Linked DNA regions of Sus scrofa: regions 1 and 3 are each linked to region 2. Evidence: chromatin contacts called from public Hi-C and HiChIP or PLAC-seq data. All regions are on one chromosome and are shown on one strand. Each heading gives the region's core, a stretch centred on a gene start, on an enhancer-like site or on the middle of the called end of the contact. The rest is flanking DNA. Distances are from core to core; before and after follow the strand shown. Region 1 holds the start of SPCS3 (signal peptidase complex subunit 3). Region 2 overlaps ASB5 (ankyrin repeat and SOCS box protein 5). Region 3 overlaps WDR17 (WD repeat-containing protein 17).

Region 1 (2,700 bases), core at 22-2,521, 58 kb before region 2:
TCAAGATTCTCAGTAGCTAACAGCTGTTCCGTGTTCACAATGCGCCAAGCTCTGCTGATCCCTCCCAGAGCAAGGAACAGCCGTGATTGCCAGCCTGGGTCTATTTCAATCTAAAAAAAAATAGTAACTAACAAACATCAATATAGGAAAGGGTAGAGTAGGGGACAGCTCTGAGATAACTGGCTGGTTGACAATTCTGACTTAGAAATAAAACTAAGGTTGAAGGAGAGCGCACATGGAAGAAGGCATACAGAAGCCAGACAAGAGAGCGGGGATGGGGGGCGGAAATAGCTAGAATCGAAGAAAAAAGTGCTAGAGAATAAAAATTAGAAAGGAAAAAAAATAGGCATTAGCGAAAGGACAATGTCATTTCAAAATTCGACTTGGGACATTCTCCCAGATGTACTAAAGCAACCGGCCCTTCAAAAATAAAACTGAAAACACGTCTTATCAGGGCACTGGGATGCCCAGTCCTCTCCGGGCATCCCAACCTCGGCCGCCAACTTGGCAGCCGCAGCGAGTCGGTGCTGCGAGGAAAGGCCCTGGGGAGGGGCTGCGGGCCGGGCTCGGATCGGGTCGGGCTGTGGGCAGCCCGGGGGTGGCTGCTACTGGACTCCGGCGCAGGGCCGGAGGCGGGAGGCGGGGAGCGGCGCCCGTTTTGCTGTTGTGTTGCTCCCTCATTGGCCCGCGCGGGCAGAGGGAAGTGAGGAACAGGAAGGACGCAGAGGCACCGGCCGGAGTAACGCTCAAAATTAAAATTTAAGAGCAAGCCCGGGAAGATGAGGCGGAGGGTGGGCGCCGAGGGGGGACCGGGGAGCTGCGGGTTCCGCCCGGCTGGACACTGGGGAGCGAGGGTCGCTCGGGAGGGGCCCCGGGGAAGCGCAGACGCCCGGCTCGTCGCCCCGCGCGGCCGCCCGGTCTCGGCGCCCGCCCGCCGCCCGGCCTCGGCCGCACTCACAGCATGATCCGAGAGACGTGCAGCCGCACCGGGACGCTCCGGTCTTTGAAGGCGGTGGTGATGAAACAGCCGAAAGTGAGCGCCGCCATCACGCTCAGCGAGAAGGCGAACAACGAGTTCGCCCGCGACAGCACCGTGTTCATCGCGGCGGACGCCCCGAGCCCCGCTCCACACGCACACCCGGGACCCCGTTCCGGCCGCGGACCGGCTCCCAGCGATCCGCGCCGCCTGCGCCGCGCGTTCCGGGGGCGCGCCGTCGCGGCCCCGCCTCCTTTCCGGTCCCGCGACGCGTGCGAGCGCGCCCCCGCCTCCCAGACACACCCACCAGCGGGCGGGACGAGCCGAACCCGCGAGACTGAGCCTCAAGCAAGCCCGCCCCTCCTTGGCGCCTCCACCAATCAGCGACGAGCAGGGGAGGTGCTGGGCTTTGCCGCGGAAGGGCCACCTTCTCGGTTCTCCTCTGGCCTCCAAGCCCGTCAACCTTCTTTCTCAGGCCTTTTTCAAGCGGTCTGCGTCTGTGGCCTCTTGGGTGCTTAGGTGCCGTCGATTTGCACCTAAAACCCTCAGCTAAGCAAGGTAGTTTGCTGTGTGTCCCGACGTATCGCGTTTGGAAGCAGCACTCTCCAAAACCCCTGGTCTTTTGTCACACCTGGAGTTAGAACTTCAGCTTTTGGGAGGGCTTAGAGGGCCTTTACTTTCCACGCCCAACCTCAGACCAGCTCCTATTCATGCTTTGCCTTCCTATGGCAGCTAAAGCTGTTTTAGACTATAAGGGTGCCGCTACCAGTTTTAAATTGTTGCATGTTAACAAGGTGGATCCTATAACCAAAAGAATGACCTCGCTGGGTTCTTAGGATCAAAGGAGGTGATGGTTGTGAAATTGCTGTGCCACACATGGTATAATTTAAATTTTTACTTAAAATATTTCATATGTATCATATATAAAGAAAGAAAATATAAAAAATATACATTTATAATTTAAATCCATCAATACACAGTGGCCCTCAGAGGCTGTAAGGTTCAGACTATGCCAATCCCTGACCTTAACGGTCTCTCAACACCTTTGTTCCTCTGGCAGCTACATTTTTTTTTTGTGATTATAAAAATGGGATTCAGAGGACCCAGTAATTCCCTGAAAAAAAATTTGTAATTTTGTATCCATAAACCAAAAGAGTCTAAGAACACCTAGCTTAGTATAAGATGGGCAAACCAGAAAATGATGATCTGAGCCTTATGCTGGTTTATCTTGTCTATTGTTGAGCCCTGGCTTCTTTGCATTATTCGTTAATCACTCAGTTTTCATATAGTGTACAGTTAGGGTTGTTTGTTACTAAGGGCCAGCTATGCCAGGTTCAGTTCTAGGCTTTGAGAGTGCAGCCCTGATAAGACAAGGTCCCTGCTAAATTGGAGTAGAGCCAAATAATGCAAAACTAACGAACTATGAACTAAGGAGAGATCCTTAGTTGAGTTAAACTGTAAATTTTTGTCTTCCAGGCAGCCACAGTTTATTCAGTAAAGCCACAATTTATTGAATGCCTACTGTGTTACACATGATAACAGAGATGTGTACTAATTGATTCTACCCTCCTGAATTTTATAATCCAGTAGAGTCAATGAAATAAAAACAGAGAAATCTGAAACACAGAGGAAGTTGTAAAATGCTGTGAATTTCAGGAGAGGAAGAAATTGCATCTGTGGTCATGTGAAACAAAAACAGTATCTAAAATATTTAGCGCAGTGAT
Region 2 (2,738 bases), core at 82-2,581:
TCCTAAAAATAAAATGGACCCCATAAGCCCCTCCCTAGACCACCCTTCATGGTTTTCATACCACCTAGGAGTGTGCCCCCCATAAAAATAGCCTCTAGTTTTATTGGGAATGTCTGGCCTGATTTGTGGCAGTGCCCCAAGCTCACAACTCCTTGCTCTGTATGTGTTAGTACCATACTCCCAAACAAAGAATGTTAGAGTCAGAAAAGAGCCGTCTTCTCCAAGCTCCTCATTTTACAGGAAAGGAAACTGAGGTATCAGTAGGCTATTTGCCCCAGGTCATATAGTTTCTGGGATTAGAAATTAATCCAAAATAAGAAAAAGATATTTTTGGTATTTCTTCGTGATAACTTTGAAGTAAATATTGGCAATGTAATATGGCTGCGGATATTAACACAGCCATGCATGAAAAATTTACTCGTGAGATGTTTTTGTTTTTACCCAGCTCATTATAGGAAGACAATACCGCCAATAATTTTTTTTCTGTGTACACCAGCAAACGGTAGAGCCTAATAGTGATTAAAAATATCAATAATAGAATCAGTGACCATTCTTCATCCAGACCCATCTCAATAGGTTAATACCGTGTAACAGGATCACCAGCTCAGTTAATCCTTGGCGCCCTATCATGGCTCAGCCACTGCTCTTGACTCAGTAATGGACCATGTAAACCCTGCTCAGCTTTACCTGCCAACAAAAAATACCAGGCACATGTTCGGTTTTTCCTCTCTTCTCTCCAGCTACACTTTCCTCTGCCTTTTAGGGTGAAAAATCTCAGCTGTCCTTAAATTGACAGTTGACGTCTTTTGGTCCAGAAATGACCTCCAGAAAAATCACAATAGGAAGTGACACCTATATAAATCAGAGGACTGTGGTTTTGTACGGAAGCCATTTCTAAACTTAGATCTTTACAAGGTGAAAACATGAGCTAGCTACCAGCTGACTGACCCTAAGGCATATCCACTATTTATTCCTCAGGATGGAAGAGACAGGCTAACAGGTCCCTGGTCACCACTGAGTGTTCTGGCTGCACTGTCGTCTTCCTATCATTAACATGCAGTTTTATTTTGGATAGATTTCTAGCTGTTTCAAGCAGGCTTTCATGTTTTAAAGACAGGGCTCATTTCTACTCAGTTTTCCCTCTAGGAAAGGCGACTTGACACATTTTTACTTTCTGAATCACGCAAACAGTTAAAGACTTCTGGCAGTTGCTGAGTCTCCACTTTAAAAATAGAAAACTACTGCCTTTCTGGCCCAGCCCCCACCCCTACCCACCCTGTGTAGAGCTCAATGTGGAGGCTCTTCTCCACGTAGCGTACAAGAATCTCTGTGAAAGTCGGAAGGGAAGGAAAAGAGTAGTTAGAAATCCAGCTGCTGACGCTTCTTCTGGCTGGAGCACTTGTCCTAGGACCCCTGGTTGTCCGGGCAGAAACGTCACCCACACTATGCCTGCAGACCTTGCTGTTGAAGGGAGCTGCATTAAGCAGATCCTCCCGAAAAGAAGGCTAGCGAGTATAGAAGAATGTTCTTCTAAGCGAAAAGCTAGCTGGGGTATTCTGACCAGTCAAGGTTAGTAGAGCAGCCATTGCAAATCTGTTGGTGTCCTGAAATAAACAATATTGACCTGTTTTTGCAAATACTAACTTGAACCGATGGGTGCTTTCCAGAATGCAGACTCTGACATGGAAATGGAGAGCATGGCAAAGGGCAGCACTGTACCTTCACTTTCCAGCATGTGTAAAGTGCACCTGTGCGCTCATTCTTATGACTGTGTGGTAAACACCTGGGTAAACTTGTGGTCTCCGGCTTGCTTACCTTTCCGGTTCAGCAGGTGGTTCTAAGTTGGTGCAGGAACAAGGAAAGCTTAAGCAGGAAAAGACTGTTTTCAAGCAGTTAAATGTGAAAAGTTTGAATCATGTAAGTTGAACCATAAAGTAGGAAGCTGATGTGTGCAAGACAATGAATAATAGAATCCCTTCCCTAAAGGGCTCCAGCGCAAAGTTCTTAATTTCAATCATAGAAAAACATGGAAGCTCTAGAGGAGAATGAGCTAGGTACTCATTCTGGTGATGTTCTAGCACGAAAAAGGAGCTGCCTAAGGAAATTCTGTTTTAAAACAGAATTACTGAGTATAAATTTTAGTAGAACATCAATATGGTCGATAGTAGACTTAAAGATTAGAAATGCAGATTTAGGGAGAAAACTGACCTCTTACTCCTCCTAAAGTGTAAGAATTGGATTTACTGTGTAATGGTTTGGGTCTGATGAATATTTCTTAGGAATTATTATAAGTCTTTAAAACATGCAAAGATTGTTTTAAAATAGAATAAAATACTAGTATTTTGTTCAAAGGCTGAGAGCAACTTGATTCTTCGCCCCACCCAGAACCTGACATACATTTGCTTTTAATTATTTTCTAACAATACTATTATCAGGAGAGATTGAGAACTGACTAGCACAGACTACAAAGAAGACAGTTAAACAATTCAGCAAGTGTTCATTGAGTGCTTACTATGTTCTGAGTGCTGTGCTAGCCGAAAGGAAGCAGTAATTACCAGTCTCATCATTCTTGGGGGGTCTTTAAAGTCCGGGATGAAAACATGTAATTACTGTAGAATGAAACTCATTCTGCCATTTCCTCCATGAAGAGTCAGTCACCTAAGTATGCACTTGACTAGGTGTTATGAGCAATGTGACGCAATTGGATGAGGTGGCAAAAAAATTAAAAATAAGTAAAT
Region 3 (2,700 bases), core at 96-2,595, 64 kb after region 2:
CTGGAAAAAGATGGGCTTGATATTTCATATGTAACTAAGACTTAGAATACTGTGTTAAATTCATGAATTTTGCTCTAATAGCCCATTACCTCTCCAAGTTCAACCATCAGTTCACAATATCTCTGAATCTGTCCTAATCTCAAGTATATTTCGGCAGCTTCCTTCAGTCTTTCCTCTTTAGTAGGGACACCAATGCCACCACCAAATTTAGACATCTTGACTGTGGTTAGTTCTTGTGCTTCAGACTGGTTAAAAAGAAAATGAAATTTTCTAAATTTTATTGTACAATAGCTGGTGATTATAAAAGCACCATACAGACACATATTTTATAAGCACAGAGCACTGTAAATTGAATATTTTTTTAAACCAATGCTTTTTCTCTATAAAATACAGTGCCTCTTTAAACACAATATTTTGGAGTGGTGGAGAGAAGAGCCTAGATGTGTCTGGTGTGGGTGGGAAGAAGCTAAATTTCATTTTTCTTAAAACTCACCAGAAGTCCAGAGGCCAAAAGGTAGTGAGTGATAAAGTGATATATAACTCGTGAAAAAATATATAAAGGCTTTTAATAAAAATTAAAAGTTACTGGCTCACTCTAATTGGCTTCTATTCGTTCAGCAGATAACCATTACAGTTATTACATGTTTAGTTTGTGATCAAAGTACTTAATGAAAATAACTGTTTCTTATCAGCATCAGATCCACATCCCTGGCACAATTCTCTCCATGACCCAACAACTAATTACCCACTGGCATTTTACTGAAAAGAAAAAAAAAAAAAAAAAGCCTTTTCTTCTTTCCCGTTCCAGAACTGGTTTGTTGCTGGCATTGCAGTATTGCATATCACTTCATGCATAAGGTAACTAAGTAATAGTTTTGTATTGAAATTCAAACTCTTAAGAGCTGGAATATAATCGGTTTTAATAAAAATATATCCCAAAATAAATCCTAGTAGATCTATGGGGCAAAAATCAGATTAGTCCATACGTACAATCATCTGCTAACAGTGTAAAGCAAAGTATTTCAAGTGTTTTAGAAAATTTCATGAGATTCAAGCTATGAAAACCATGGCTGCCTCAGTCTGTTTCCAAATAATTTGTACTGTCATGATCACTCAAGATTGATCTCCTCAATATTCACTTATTTCAGTCTACTAACTCTAATTATTTATTTTAAAAATCATTTTCATATTTTAATAGTGAAATGGCAAAAAAAATACTTGAGTACATCACATTTGCATACTATACTTACTGTTCTGAATTTAACGAGATGTTTCAAATGCATTATTCCTTTAGAGTAGTTCTGAGGAAGTAAGCTGTCATCTTGCCCTGTGATCACAGCAACTAAGTTCCACAAATTGTCACTGCCCCCTGGAGGCTAAACATTGATACAGAACATGCAAAGATACAATAAGGAATTAAAACCCCACAGCATTTTGCGTCTTCAAAAACATAATGCAGTCACATCTAAATCCATAAATTAACAAACTAAGAACTATACTTTATCTTTTTTTGCTTCTGGGTTCCATTTGCTTTCTTTCAGTGGGATGACACATGTAAATGTGTGATAATGACAAAAAGTTGTAATAATTCGCTTCGGCTGAAGGGGAAATTTTTCCATTTGGTTCCTTATAATACTTACTGATAAGAATTCTGAAAACCATCTTAGTTTTTTCATGCGAGGATTACCCGTCAGTTTCTCTACTTCCTGTTTAATATCTCTTGACACTTTGCCACACAGCAGGGGAGGCGTGCCGTGTTCTATAGCGCCATCTGGAGGAGAGACGGAACTCAGCAACAAAAGAGAGCTTACAAAATAGCATTTATACAGAAAATCTAATACATGCAAGAGTTTCAGTACCCGTGTTCCCGATAATTTCTTCCCAAGATCTGTCGGCCAGAATATTTATTTGTAAAGGGGTGATTAGAGGTGTTAATGACCAGAGTCTCACTGTAGAGTCACGGGAGCAAGAGGCCATAGTGAAGGGGCGGCTTGGATGGCACGTTAAACCTGATGGAAGAAATAGAGCCATTTACTCAAGTAAGCACTGAAACATAGTTTTTATTTATATCACCTCGTAACATTTCCACATAACTTTATTATTGAAGTTATGAAGAAATGTTTTAAATAACACTTTTTTTTTTTTTTTTTTTCATTTTTGGCCACCTCAAGTCATATATATGGACCTCCTGGGCAAGGCTTCAGATCCGAGCCCCGAATCTGCCACAACACCAGATCTTTAACCCACTGTGCCGGGCCTGGGGATCAGACCCGGGTCCCAGCGATCCCAAGATGCGGCGGATCCCCATGTGCCACTGCGGGAACTCCAATAACATTTTTATCTTGTCTGAAAATAATACAAGAATGTAAAAAAATTTTTTTTTTACCATATTCGGTAGATATGAATACAAGGTCTAATGATTATTAGAAAGCAGATGGTCCTGGATGAAAATGTGGAAACTAAATTTCATTTGGTTTACCAGCACCAGACTGTAATACTAATGGAATACTCAGTAATCTGTGGGTTAATAGAAAGATGAATGGGCATTATTCTCACAAGATAAAGACTTGAGGACCTTTCATTTTTGAATGCCCAAAAAAGGGATTTTGTCCCATACCAGGGCCCACACTATACTGACTAAAATGTCACTGGGGTAAAGCATATGGATACAAATGATTAGGGTTACTTGCTCAAAATAAT

The links. Hi-C and Micro-C count contacts between places; a contact is called where the count stands out from the background. HiChIP or PLAC-seq counts read pairs in DNA pulled down with a chosen protein or histone mark.
Region 1: a contact with region 2 is called in a Hi-C map of skeletal muscle, with 3 times the contacts expected there. The contact joins the promoter of SPCS3 here to the enhancer-like site in region 2. A contact is called at or near these places in 2 of 5 promoter capture datasets (fetal liver and liver), 8 of 47 Hi-C or Micro-C datasets (embryonic fibroblasts, fetal heart ventricle, fetal skeletal muscle and 3 more) and 1 of 2 datasets of contacts at active chromatin or transcription factors (skeletal muscle).
Region 3: an H3K27ac HiChIP or PLAC-seq map of skeletal muscle shows a contact between it and region 2, with 2.3 times the contacts expected there. The contact joins two enhancer-like sites. A contact is called at or near these places in 1 of 5 promoter capture datasets (liver), 8 of 47 Hi-C or Micro-C datasets (embryonic fibroblasts, fetal heart ventricle, heart right ventricle and 5 more) and 1 of 2 datasets of contacts at active chromatin or transcription factors (skeletal muscle).

What each region holds. Positions count from the first base shown.
Region 1 is chr15:38,789,176-38,791,875 of Sscrofa11.1, reverse strand. SPCS3 (signal peptidase complex subunit 3) reads right to left here and starts at 1,271. Exons shown (of 5, transcript XM_003133320.4): 1 at 959-1,271. The coding sequence starts at 1,101.
Region 2 is chr15:38,730,999-38,733,736 of Sscrofa11.1, reverse strand. The region is part of intron 2 of ASB5 (ankyrin repeat and SOCS box protein 5); the gene reads left to right. Among named protein-coding and RNA genes, the nearest start is that of SPATA4, 27 kb to the right of the region's middle. Within about 2 kb of position 1,331, at least 11 of the 83 cell types and tissues checked have an H3K27ac peak or open chromatin away from gene starts, as enhancers often do. A contact at or near this core is called in fetal skeletal muscle, liver and skeletal muscle, where this site is marked.
Region 3 is chr15:38,667,541-38,670,240 of Sscrofa11.1, reverse strand. It overlaps WDR17 (WD repeat-containing protein 17), which reads right to left. Exons shown (of 31, transcript XM_021075880.1): 16 at 1,860-2,009; 17 at 1,641-1,771; 18 at 1,251-1,376; 19 at 90-245. Among named protein-coding and RNA genes, the nearest start is that of SPATA4, 37 kb to the left of the region's middle. Within about 2 kb of position 1,345, at least 17 of the 83 cell types and tissues checked have an H3K27ac peak or open chromatin away from gene starts, as enhancers often do. A contact at or near this core is called in liver and skeletal muscle, where this site is marked.